Linked DNA regions of Oryctolagus cuniculus: region 1 is linked to region 2. Evidence: chromatin contacts called from public Micro-C data. All regions are on one chromosome and are shown on one strand. Each heading gives the region's core, a stretch centred on a gene start, on an enhancer-like site or on the middle of the called end of the contact. The rest is flanking DNA. Distances are from core to core; before and after follow the strand shown.

Region 1 (6,720 bases), core at 3,917-6,416, 130 kb before region 2:
CACACAGACTCTGTGTGTGATCTAAAGACCACAACGAAATCTCAACCATTTTTCTCTACAGTACTTTTTGCAAGATTTTATTTTTATTTAAAAAGTAGAGAGAGAGAGAGAGACGGAGATCTCCCATCCACTGGTTCACACCCCAAATGTCTACAACAGCTGCGGCTGGGCCACACAGAAGCCAGGAGCTCCATCTGGGTGTCCCACTTAGCTGACAGGGGAGTGCCACTCTTTGCTACTTTCCCAGGTGCGTCAGCAGGGAGCTGGATGGGAAGCAGAACAGCTGAGACTCAAATCTGTGCTCTGATATGGGATGCCAGTAGGTGGTGGCTTAACCCACTGCATCACAACGCTGGCCCTGGTATTTTGTTTATTATTTATTTACTTATTTATTTTGTAGAAAAAGAGCTCCCACCCACTAGCTCACTCCCCAAATGCCTGCAGTGGCTGGGGCTAGGGCTGGGCCCCAGGGGGAGAAGCTGGGAACTCAGTCCAGATCTCCCACGTGGGCGGCAGGAACCTCAGTCCTTGAGCCATCGCTGCCGCCTCCCAGGGTCTGCACTGCCCGCAGGATGGAGGCCCTGGGGTGCGGGACAAGGGTTCCTGCAGGGCGAACGCCCACCCCTCTACAGCACGTCTTCTGTCTTCCCCTGCCCCTTGTACGTCCTAGGACACTTTGTTTTGAGATCACCTGAGTCACCCAGAAGAGCAGCCCGAATAGTACAGAAAGTTCCCACACCCCCTTGGCCCAGCCGCCTCTCACGTTAACCTCTTACATAACCACAGAAGAATTCTCAGAACCAGGAAATAAAGCTTGGCACGAGTGTGCAAGCAAACCACAACCTCTGCTAGGATTTCGCCAGTGCCTGTGCTGCCGCCTTTGCCTGCTCCTTTACTTGCTCCCACACTGCGTTTAGTTGTTGCGTCTCCTCCCCGCTGGGACAGCTCCTCCAGACTGTGGCCCTGGATATTAGAAGAGCACTTGTCAGCTGTGTTCCAGAACGCTCCTCAAACCCGGCTTGCCTGATGTCTCAGGCTGGGTGTTACTGGGAGGTGTCCCACAGTTACGTGCTCTTCTCAGCGCACCCCACTGGGGACCCGACACTGGTCACTGTCAAACTACGTAATTAAGACCTGAGTTTATTTTGATGCAAAAAAGGTCTGAAATCCATAGTTTTCTCATAATATGCATGTTTCCATGAACATATTAAAGACCTCTTATATGTGTGTGAACTTCAATTTTTTTTGCAACAAAATAAGTTTAAGATTTATTTATTTGAAAGGCACAGCTAGAGAGAGAAAGAGAGAGAGGAAGAGAGAGAGAGAGAGAGAGAGAGAGAGAGAGAGAGAGAGAGAGCGCTCTTCTATCTGCTGGTTCACTCCCCAAATGGTCACAATGGCTGGGGCTGGGCCAGACTGAAGCCAGGAGCCAGGAGCTTCTTCCAGGTCTCCCACACAGATACAGGGGCCCAAGCACTTGGGTCATTTTTTGCTGCTTTCCCAGGTGCATTAGCAGGGAGCTGGATCCGAAGTGCAGCAGCCGAGACTCACAACAGTATCCAAATGGGGTGCCACAGCGCCAGTCCCCTTAGCTTATCTTCTAATTCCAATTTTTATGAACTTCTGGAAGTACTCTCATGGTCTGTTTGAACTTCTATGTGCTAACTGCAGCACCCATCAGTGGATTTTAACTGAAGCAATCACTACTGTGGTTGTCCTTGCAATGATTTTCAAATTCTGTTATTCTTCCTGCATTTATTCATTGAATACCTATTATTATTATTATTATTATTTTAGTCATAAAACCAAAAATCACTGGAAGGAATTTACAAACTTTCCCCTGGGCCTTCCAGAAGCCACATCTTTCCACTGAAACATGGTCCCCTGCATGCCTGGACTTTTCCTTCTCTTCTTCTTTTTTTCTCTCCCTTTCCTCTGCCTCCCCCCTCCCCCAAATAACACCGAGTTTTGGAGCTGCTGAGCACTAGGCTGGCCTTGCAGTGCTAAAAAACACGTCTACACTGTATTCCCTGAGGCTGAACTACACCAGTAATTCACACCCGGGGCTCAGCACCCACAATGTTTAACAAGTTCCAAGTACTGACTGTGTCCTTGACCATTTGAAACACACACACACACACACACACACAGAGGGAGAGAGAGGGAGAGAGAGGGAGAGAGAGGGAGAGAGAGGGAGAGAGAGGGAGAGAGAGGGAGAGAGAGGGAGAGAGAGGGAGAGAGAGGGAGAGGGAGAGGGAGAGGGAGAGGGAGAGGGAGAGGGAGAGGGAGAGGGAGAGGGAGAGAGCAACCTCCTTTTGCTGGTTCATTCCCCAAATGCCCACAACAGCCAAGAACTCCATCTGGGTCTCCCCTGTGGGTGGCAGGAACCCAAGCACTTAAGCCATATCTGCTGCCTCCTAGGGTATGCGTTAGCGGGAAGCTGGATTGGAAGCAGAGGTGGGATTTGATCCCAGGCACTCTGATATGGGACGCAGATGACCCACGTGGCATCTTAACGTGCTGCACTGCTACGCCCACCCCCACCCCACCCCTTCCATCATCACCCCAAGTGTCTCAGCCCATGTTCTGCTGCTGTAACAGAACCTGAGGCTGAGTAATCTGAAAAGGAAACAGATGCATTTTGGCTGCATGCCCAAGGTGGGGTGGTCACATCCTGTGAGGACTACACTCAAGGTGGCCAGTGAAGTCCCTGGAGAAAGGCATTCATTTGTTGATGAGAGCTCCGCCCCTACACCTCTCCCACCTCAGGCCCACCCCCCAGGACTGCTGCATCAGGGAATGGAGCCTCAGCATGGGTTTCGGTGGGGATGAGCCCCAGCCACACCACAGCACCCACTGCAGCGGATGCGCATGGTGCTGGGCCTTCATTTACCCAACCAACGGGGTCCACGACGACTGGGCCCATGGGTGGGTGGCTTGGGGGCAAGAGTAGGGACGAGAGCAGGTGTGGCCCATGCCTGACTCCTGGTGGGGTCAGACATCAAAGCAGCAGAAAGGAGATGTGGCTGCTCTGAGCGTGGGCAGGGCTCTGCAGAGGAACAGGGGGCGATGGGGCAGCCCTCGGGCTGGGTGAGTTCAGGCAGATGCCTCCCAACAGAAACCTGAAGGCAGGCAAGGAGCCAGGCGCTCCCAGCAGAGGGGACGGCCGGTGCCTGGTGGAGGCTCTGAGTGCGAGGCTCCCCTGCGTGAGGGGCAGCCCTGGAGGCTGCGGCTAGGAGAAGCAGATGGTACAAGACGAGGTCAGTAAGGCGGCCCCAGAGGTCAGGCAAGGACTCTGGCACCTTCTCCACGGTGGACTTAAAGCGCTGAGGGCACAGGAGGGCGATGGGTTTAACCCAGAGTAACCCTGGCGCTCAGCGACAGAGCCAGATGCCCACCGAGGCTGGCCCGGCTGACACCAGCGCAGCTGGGTCCTTTCTCCTGCACACAGCACCGGCCCAGACTCTCAGGCACAGCTCCAAACACCTTGGAGCTCAGGGCCTGGCTGTGGAGTATGTTTTTGACGCGGCTGACACCCTGGGCTTCCTCCTCACACAAGCTCACCCAGAAGCCCCACCGAGGTCCCCAGTTCTGGAAGGGCCTGAGCAGCACTCCAACTCCGTGCCCTGAGCCCAGGCTCCCTCTGCGTTACAGCTCCTCTCTCCAGCAAGCTCACGTTCAAGCACACGGCGCAAGGGCTGAAGCCACAGGCTCAGAGCAGCGTGCCTGGGCTCAAATCCCAGCTCTACCCCTAGCCCAGGGTCACCCCGGGCGCGTCAGTTAACTGCTCTGAGCCTCAGTTTCCTCACAAGTTGTGAGGATTGAGTGCCGGATGTGAGAGGCAGAACCATGCTCAGACTCTTAAGATTGCTACTCCAGTGTGGGCTCCCTTCCTTACAAGGCCCTCCACGCCTCGCCCCGCCCTCTGCTGCTGCCCCATCAGAGAACTAAGCTCACTGCCTACACACCTGAGCTACCTGAGGCTGGGGACATGGCCTGGTCGCCTCTTTCCCTGGCATGGAGCATGGCGCTGAGTAAGTGCTGCTCGTTGAAAGCATGAACAAGTAACGAACAAACACGCAGGAGCAAGGGACAGTAAAGTGTGAGTCAAAGGTAAGATGGAAAGCGTATAGTAACTCAGGACAAATATCTGCAGCAAAGACGCCTGTGGCAGAGCCGCGTGCTCAGGAAAAGGCCTGCTGACACAGCACAGCTCCAAGGCCAGAAGCCCGGGACGAACATGAGATCGCACAGCCGACTTATGACCCCAAAGCCCCAAAGCAATGACCTTGGAGTCTGTAGTTGGAGAAACCTGCTTTCCAAATCCTGAAGCCACTACCTACTGGCCACGCTGTCATCTTGGCAAGGCCACTGTATCCAGCTGGGCAGGCTGTCCCCTGCCCAAGGGCACCTGAGCAAGGCCAAGAGCAAGGGCTGAAATCTAACCCACACCCAACTCCAGGAGGTTGTGAGGGAGCCAGAGAGCTCCAGGGCCTGAAAGGAGAGGGGCTTTTTTAAAGCGATGACACCCCTCCCCCCCAACCAGGAGTGGTAGCTGAGCCTGCGAGGTGGGGCTGATGAGTACAGCCACATTTCACAGAGCAGGGAGATGGCACTGTTGCTACCATGATGCTTTTAACTTCCACTCTTTCTAGGTCCAGGGCCTAGATCTGCGCCTGGCGCATAGTAGGTGCTCAGTGCATTCCTCGGATGAACGAACATGAGAAGAAATGAATGAACGAACGAATGAACAAGTGAGCTAATGCACCCGACAGGCCTCGCCCTGTCCTCCAGGCAGCCTGTGAGTCCACGCAGAGGGCTCCGGCGCGCCTGGATGTGAACTCCAATGAACTCTCACAGCCTCAGTCTGCCAGGAAACAGAGAGGGGGCCAGGGTCATCCAGGCTGGAATGCGGCCTCTCTCCGTCGGCTGGGAAGGCGATAAGGTGGCAGCCACGGGAACCTTGGGCACCGGGGCAAGGCAAGGCCGGCACCACTCACACAGCTGAGGTTCCTGCGGCTGTGGAGCGCGCTGGGCGTGGGGCCGCGGCCGGGAGCAAGGCTCCTGAATGACCGGCAGGCCGGGGCCGGGGCCCGGTCCCCTCCTGGGAACTTGCACAGCCCAGTGCAGTGTCTCATCAAAACAGGAAAACGCACGGGGCAGGAATGTGCATGTAAGGGGACTGGTATTTACAGGGACCGGCCCTAGCGTGGCCGCTGGATCGGGAGGAAGGGAGGCGGGTGAGAAGCACAGAGTGGGCGCTCGGTGCACAGCCGTCCTGGGGGAGGGGGCCAGCTGCCCAGCCAGCCCACGGGGCCCCAGGAAGCCACACAGTGAGGCTGCACAGAGGGGGCCCGAGGCAAAGAAGGCCAGGGGACCTTTAGCAAGTGGCTCCCCAGCCACAGGCCCTGTGGGCAGGACCCTGGCAAGGCCCTCCCCAAGCTCCCACATCTGTGTCCCTTCTTTGAGCCCTGGGGGACTCCCCCGCACACCCATAGGGTGCTTGGAAGGTTGAACTTGGACATGCCTGGCACACAGCAGGGCCTCTTCCCTGCCTCCCCAGGAAGGCCTGGGCCAGAATCTTCTTGGCTCTGCCTCTGGGACACACAATCCCAGGGCCTGGGACCTCTTTGAGTATCCTCACCAGCATGCTGGCCTCAAGAGTGCAGTCCTGTACCACTGATCTGGTGCATGACCCAAGAAGGGCATGGGAGTATGGGGGCATAGGGGTGCAGACCATTTCCCGCTTAGCCCCTGCAGGAGACTCTTAACTGGTCCATCTCCCCTTTCAGCCAGAGCGGGCTTCCTGTGAGACTCTTTGTAGAATACAGCAAGGGCAGAAGACGATCAAGGAATGACTCCTCACCATGCCCTATTTGCCTGACCCTCACAGCCTGTCCCAGCTGCTGCCTCCAGGCCCAGCCAGTCCTGGCTCTCTGTCCTGCAGCCACTGCCACCTGCTGAAGGTGATCTGCCTACCCCAGAGCCTTTGTGCATGCTGTTCCCGCCCTCTCAATGACCAGTGAACGGCAGGCACCTAGGGAGCCACTCAGGTATCACTGCTGTGAGATTTCTCTGACCCCATGCAAGACCCAGGTGTCCGAGCCTCTGTGTGACAGCACAGCACATCCATGGATGAGCAGAACTCCACCTGGATGTCTGATTTCGTTTAATCACTGAAACCCAAAACTCCACGCGGGCGGGGGCTCTATCCCCATCATTCCCTCCTGGACTTCAAGGCCTAGTGCCGTGACCAGCAGGAACATTTCGTGGGTGAGGGAATGCACAGAAGACTGAGTGACTGGGCAGCCTGGGGAGATGACAAGTGAACAGGGGCCGGGGTGAGAGCAGCAGGGGAGGCGCGGGTGTTACCACTCCCACTACTCCTACTCCGGGAGCTGCAGTGGCTGGGGCTGGGCTGCCCACAGCCGTACGCAGGGCAGTGAGCTCCAGCCTCAAGGAGAGAAGTTGCCTACTCCAGGCATCCGGGCAAGGAAATGGAGCCAATTCCTAAGCATCTCTGCAACCACTAGCACAGAATTGCTCTCACCTCCAGAGAGGAAGGACGGCGCGTGACCACCTGACAATGAGCTGGACTCTTCAAGGATCAAGAACCTATGCCCGGCCAAGTCCAATGCCAAGGCCAAGTGTTCACCTGCGTCAGCACATTTAACCCTCCCAGAGCAGGCACCACCATTCGCCCCATTTTACAGATGGGCA
Region 2 (6,459 bases), core at 3,091-5,590:
TCAGAGGCTGAGAGGGTGGGGCCAGACTCTCATCCCAGGTCCCTCCCACTGGGCTGGGCTTTTCTACTCTGGCTCAGTCTTCGCTGCCATGCTGTGCCGGAAACGTGACTCCTCCCCATTTTACAGGGAGGAGGCCAAGCTCCGGAGGTGGAGTGACCCGCCCAGGGTGACCCAGCCAGGAAGAGGCAGGGTGCTGGGGACATTCATTGGTTGCCCAGCACACATTCCTCCCAGCAGCCTCACATCCATTTTTAAGTATCTACGCCTCTCAGGAGGAGCTCCCCCAACTCCAGGAAGCGCTCTGATGGGCTGGAGCTAATTAGCATATCCATTCCCTTGGCTGCAGGCATTGGTTCAGGGGTGGTTATGTCACCCAACACCTTCCAATCGGAATAGCTGTCCAATGGGTGCTTGAATGGGGTTGGCAGGTGTTTCCTGCTGGAGAGATGAATGAGCCAGGGGCCCAGGTGAGAGGTTAGGATAAAGCCACATGGAGGATGTGTGGAGACAATGGAGATGCGCGCAGTCAGCCGGCACCCCTCGGAGAGTTCACTTCTCAGTCAGCAGGCCGTAAACCCTCGTGTTTACAGGGAGTGGAGGTGCGGAGTTGCTTGTAGCCAGAGCTGCCCTGGTACCTTGGGACGTTTGAATTCCAGAGCCCGAGTCTCTTGCCTGGCGCAGGAGGCTTGTCTGGGTGTCCACCTCCCTAAGGTCGAACCCGTCCGTGCCATCTGCCTCTGTGTGTTGAGGGCCAGCTACCAGGTTTACAAAAGACCATTGCAAAACAGCTTGGCAGGAGGCGTGGTCCCTTCTGCGCAAGTTTCCTTGTTGTCCCAATTTTTTAATGAAACGCCAGCCTTGAGAGAAGACTTTGCTGATTGTAGACTGCCACCCTCCCTGCCCTTCCTCCTGCCCTTCCTCTCTGCCTCCCTCCCTCCCTTCCTTCCTTCCACAAATAATAGCAAAGACTGCAGCTTGGTGCTCTGCCAGGCGCTGCAGATACAGAGGTGAATAAGTCACAAAGCCCGTCCTCCTGAAATTCACAGCCCAACTGGGAGGCAGCCGAGTAAGCAGCTAATTACTACCTGCGCTAATTGCCTCGATGGTAGCATTCAGCCCTGCGTGTAATTGGAGCAGAGGGAGCCAGCTGCCTCACTCTCCTGCGTGGGGGTGGGTGGGTCAGACATGGTGGTTGCAGCCAGAGCTGTCTTGAGGATGGTGACAGAGCCAGTGGGGTGAGGGAGGCGCAGGGAGGAGACCCGGGCAGAGGGCCCAGCCTGTTGAAAGGTGTAGCCAGGAGGCGGGGCTTGTCTGTTCAAGGAAATGGAAGTGTATCTCGGAGAGGGTGGCAGGGGTGCAGGGTTTGGGAGGCTGAGGCCCAAGGCTGGAGAGGTTGACAGGGGTCAGAGACTGAGTAACTGAAGACCACGCCATGGTCAGGGATGGGATCTCAAACCTCTGGGGAATAATGTAACATGGTCAGATGTCCTTCGGGAAGGTCACTCAGCACGAGGAGCCATTATGGAGGGCAGGCCTGGAGTCTGTGCCCGAGTCCCTGCACCCCAAGCCCCTATCCCCCCACCAGGGGCAGTTGAGCCTCTAACTACCCCCCTGAACCCTCAGTGAGCCTGGTGTTCAAGACAGAGGCGCTGCCTGAGATGCCAAGCAAAGATGGGGTCCTCTTGACCCAGGCCCCTAAGCCAGCTCTCTCAGTCTCTGACTGCGTGGTCTGGTCCCTTCAGAAGGGTCATTCATGTTCTTTATCCGCACCTTGGGCATAGTTCCACCTGCTCCCTGACCACGTGGGCCGGGGCTTTAAAGCCAGTTTCTCAGACTCCCATGGCTCCTGGCTGAGTCAGAGCCTCGATGGGCCTCACTGCTCTGCTCCAAGCTCCAGGGACCCCACCCTCCCCCTGCTAAGCTCAGGAGATGCTCTAGGTCACCTCTTGAGGTTCACGCATCAGTGTTCGGTTCACACAAGAAGCTGCCAGAACTTGCTGATAGTCTGTCGCCAGCAATGTCACATGTCCCCAGCCCTGGATGACCCCAAACTGGAAAAGCCTCTTCCCTGGGCCATTGCTGTCATCTTTCCTCTGACTTCCTTCTTGTGGATTAATGGGTAGATGTAGACTCAGGGCAAATGGTCTTCCTTCCATCCATCCATCCAGCCAGCCACACATGCATCCACCCATCCATGCAACCACCCTCCCAATGGTCCATCCTCCACCCTCCATCCATCCCCCTATCCATCCATGAGTGTATTTGTCTGCCACCATCTGACCTCCATTCAATCCGTTGTCCATTTATCTGTTTATTCATCCTCATTGAACTCCTCTGTACAGGAACAGTGCTGAGCTCTGGAGAGAGATAGGGGGGCAAGTGGGATGGGCTCAGGCCTCTCTCATTCGTGGTGTGTTTACCCAGGGCGGCATCCGCACGGCCATGCGGTGGAGCGCAGGGCACACGGTTGGGAGGTGCCGAGATCCGCAGAGGTCAGGGTAGAGTCTGGCGGGGAAAGCAACTGCACGCGAGTTCATGTGACAGTTATAGACCACGACAGTGTGGCGGAGGAGGAAAACAGCCGGGTTGACGGGAGGGCTGGTGCTAGACCTGGACAGTGGGACCAGGAAGCTGTGGACTACATTTGCTGGTGGGCGAGCTCAAAGAATCTGGACGGCGATGGCCAGGGAGCCTGCAGGGCCTGAAGAAGAGCAGCCAGCTCTCTGGGTGGCTCTGTGGCTTCTGGGGCACAGGGAGCCTGGGTCGGTCAAGTCTCAAGTCCGCCACTCCCTGACTGTGACCTCGAGCAGGCCACCTTTCCTCCTAGGCCCCCAGGGTCATAACCGCGAGGGGACTCTGGGTGGTGATGACGATGTACATGAAACAACACGGGCAGCCCAGCCGGGCACGCAGGACAGGATAAACACATGTGCCCAGCTGTGCTCCGTTCTCTCTGCCCTCTTCTCACCAGTGGCCTTGGGGACCTCCCGGACCTCTGAAGACCCTGCTGTGCCTGTGGTTCCTCCTGCAGCTCCCCCACCTGTAAAGTGGGGGCGAACCTGTGCCCGGCCCCTGGTGAGCACTCGGCCCACGTCAGCCGTGGTCGCTTCCATCCAATCCTTGTCTGATTTTCTCCAGAAGCTCGCCAGGGCGGTGAGATGTTCCTCCTCCTTCTCACTTGCTTATTCATCACCGGTCCCCTCTTTCCCTGTAGCCTGGAGGTTCCCAGGGCAGGGTCTTAGTTCCCTGTGCACTCCTGGTTCACGGTATAGACCCTGGCGCATAGTAGGAGCGCAATGAGAGAAAGAAGGAAGAATGGTAGAGAAGACAGAGGGGAGGAGAGAGGGCGTTAGGGGTCCGTGGAGGGGCAAGGAGGGGAAGCTGGTGGGGAGAGATCCCAGCCGCCTCCCCCATGGAGGTGGGCCTGGAGCATTGTTGGGGTTAACAGGCTCAGAAACCCTCCAGAGGGGCCTCCACTTCTTTTATTTTTTTTTTAAGATTTATTTTATTTATTTGAAAGAGAGGTAGAGACAGAGAGAGAGAGAGGTCTTCCATCCGCTGGTTCACTCCCCAAATAGCTGCAATGACTGGAAGTGGGTCAATCTGACTCCAGGAGCCAGGAGCTTCTTCCAGCTCTCCCACGTGGGTGCAGGGGGCCCAAGGACTTGGAACATCTTCTACTGCTTTCCCAGGCTTCAGCAGAGAGCTGGATCGGAAGAGGAGCAGCTGGGACTCGAACCGCCATATGGGATGCTGGTGCTTCAGGCCAGGACCTTAACCCGCTGAGGCTGGTTCTCACCAACTGTGTGACTGCGCGTGGAAGGAGCGCTGGCTTGGGCGCTAACAAGGGGTGTCTGGCGCCCCCTGCTGGTGACTCAGGGGAAGGGCACTTAGGTGGCCCTTGGAGTCCCTGGTGTAAACAAACACAGCCAACGATGACAGCCAGAGCAAGCACTGTGAGTGATTAGCTGGTCCTTGTATGTCACACAGTGCATCCGCCACTTTGAAGACGTAGTGGATTCATTCCCGCTTCCTGGAAACGCGGCTGCCATTGTCCCCTGGACTCGGGCAGAGAGCATTGTCCTGTGGACTCCGGCAGAGGGGGCCTGGCCCATGCCCTGTAGCTGTGGAATGGCCAAGTTTGGATTCTAATTCAGGTCTTTGCCTCAATGCGGGGCCAGGCAGTGTCATGGAGAAGGGCAGAGAGGGCGTGGAGGGCTCTGTGGGCCCCTGGGCAGGCTCTCTCATGGGGCCTCCAGGCTGTCCCAAGGCCCTTCCCCCAGCCCAGTGTCCCAGCTGGGGAAACTGAGGCCACAGCCCCGTGGGGACTGCAAGATAGGGGCTAGGACTCCTGCTCTGGGGGCACAGGCGGTTCCCCAAGGCAGGGGAAGGCAGGCGCGTGCACTGGTTCCCATGGCCTATGCCAACCTCCTCAAGTTCAAGACCTGAGGGTCAGGTTGGCAGAATGGGCTGGGCTCCCGGTGCGTGCTCTGAAATGGTGGCCTTGTCAGGACCAAGGCCCCTGCCTGCCACTGTCCAGAGGTCCCTTCCCCACCTGGGGGGTGGGGGAGACACACTGTGACGTCAGGGAGACCACCGTTCTGATCCTGGTGATCTCCCCCACCTCTCCGAGTCTCAGTGTATCCCTCTGTGAAATGGGACCCATCCCAAGCCTCCTCCCTTCGGGCTTGGCTGAGGACACGCACATAAAGGCCTGGGCACACAGGACTTGCTTGAGAAGTGGCACGTGGGGCACACCACAGACACAGCGGCCGCGCCTCAGTGGCTCTTCAGGGCTGAGAGGCAGGTGTTGTGCGATGCCCCTGCAGACTCGGGGAACCAGCCCTGAAGCCCGGCACCTCCTCGCAGCCGCCTCTCTCTGCTGGCGGCCCCTCCCTCCGAGCCCTCCCTCCCTGCCCCGTGGCAGCCAGGGCAGCCTCATCTTACGGGGGCTTGCATCCCTTTAGCCTGTGCAGTGAGGAGCGAGCGCATGGTGGGAGCCCACGATGCATCTGATGAATGAGATGCAGCCTTTTATGCCCACTCTACAGACGAGGGGACTGAGGCTGGGAAGGCAGAGGCCATCCTGCCTGGTAGAACCCTGAGCTCGACCTGGAGGCACCCACAGAGAACAAGCCAGGTTCCTGGAGCCCTGGGAGGCGCTGACTCCCCTGGGTGGAGCAGGCCTGGGATCAAAGGCGGCCCAGCAGGAAGCCCTTCCCATGCCGACTTCCCCAGAACTAGGCCACGCTTTGACGTCAGCACGTCCACATTCCTGCCCTCCAGCCCCAGGCCTGGTGCTGGCCTGGCAAACAGGAAGCTGGGCCCCGGGCGGCGGGAGGGGTGTGTTGGGGGCAGGGAGGTGCTGTCCACTCCAGTTCCCGGCCCGTGCCTACCTGGCCAGGGGCATGTGGGAGGGTGTCTGTTAGAAAGGACCCTGAGGGGATGCTGAGCGCTGGCCCAGCTCGCTCTGGTCCGATGAAGCTCACCACTAAACACTAATGGCTACCAGTGACCCACCAGCCCCTCTGGCCATGGACTTCTCGTGGCTTCTGGGCACTGGCAGGTTAAACCTGGCGCCCAGAGTTCCTCAGTTCCGGGGTGTGTGTGTGTGTGTGTGTGTGTGTAGGGGCAGGGCAGGGGCGTGGCCCTGGGCGGACTGACCCACAGCCTGGAGGTCCGGCATCACAAAGGGCAAATCCCACCCTCCTTTCCCGGCTGCCTCAGCCCCAGGCAAATGGACCCAGCCACTTCCGATTCCCAAACCCAGCGTCTTTTCTGCATTGGGACCATCCCCCACCCACCCCCCCAGCTTTCATGGGAAAAACCCAAGGGTCAACAAGGAGAGGAGACACAGGGCCGCCCACAGAACCAGCATGGGTGGGGCAGAGCCAGAGGTCACCCCTGGGGCTGGCACTGGTGGGGTGCAGAGGAATGCACAGTCAGTGATCTCCCCAGGGGAGCTGAGCCACCTGCTTCCCACCCCCCTGCACCCTGCAGGGGTGTCTGAGGGGCTCCTGGAGGGCACCGAGCTGCAGGTCACGCGTGAGCGTTTTCTCCCCACTGGGCCTCCCCTCACTGGTTCTCAAGGTTTCTGGGTGGGGTCCTGGTGAGCCCAGGTGCCCGGCTCCTTCCCCTGACGTGGGAGCCCCTCATCCCCATCCTCATAGCCTCCTACTAAACCCTGCCTGCCAGGGAAGGAGTTGGACGAGTTCTATGGTTGTGGCGCCCTCTGGTGGCCAGCGTGCAAAGGCGCGGCCGACGGGAGCCTGGTCCCGGAACTGGGCAGCCTCGCATCCTGTGGGATCCAGTCTCGAAGCTTATTCCTTCCTCTCTTCTGCAGACATCCTTTTGGAGTAAGCGTGCTCAGCCCTGGGATGGGAATCAGGGACCCGCTGGGACCAAGCTGCTCCGACCACGCTCAAAGGGAGTGTGGAGTCAGTCCATCGGGAGGGGAGA

Evidence for each region. A called contact is a pair of places that touch in the nucleus more often than the background predicts.
Region 1: a contact with region 2 is called in a Micro-C map of ear pinna, with 5 times the contacts expected there. The contact joins two enhancer-like sites. A contact is called at or near these places in 2 of 6 Hi-C or Micro-C datasets (ear pinna and an unstated tissue).

What each region holds. Positions count from the first base shown.
Region 1 is chr6:59,407,242-59,413,961 of mOryCun1.1, reverse strand. All of the region lies in intron 1 of ERGIC1 (endoplasmic reticulum-golgi intermediate compartment 1), which reads right to left. Among named protein-coding and RNA genes, the nearest start is that of ERGIC1, 27 kb to the right of the region's middle. Within about 2 kb of position 5,166, at least 5 of the 8 cell types and tissues checked have an H3K27ac peak or open chromatin away from gene starts, as enhancers often do. A contact at or near this core is called in ear pinna, where this site is marked.
Region 2 is chr6:59,274,627-59,281,085 of mOryCun1.1, reverse strand. No RefSeq gene overlaps it. Among named protein-coding and RNA genes, the nearest start is that of DUSP1, 47 kb to the left of the region's middle. Within about 2 kb of position 4,340, at least 4 of the 8 cell types and tissues checked have an H3K27ac peak or open chromatin away from gene starts, as enhancers often do. A contact at or near this core is called in ear pinna, where this site is marked.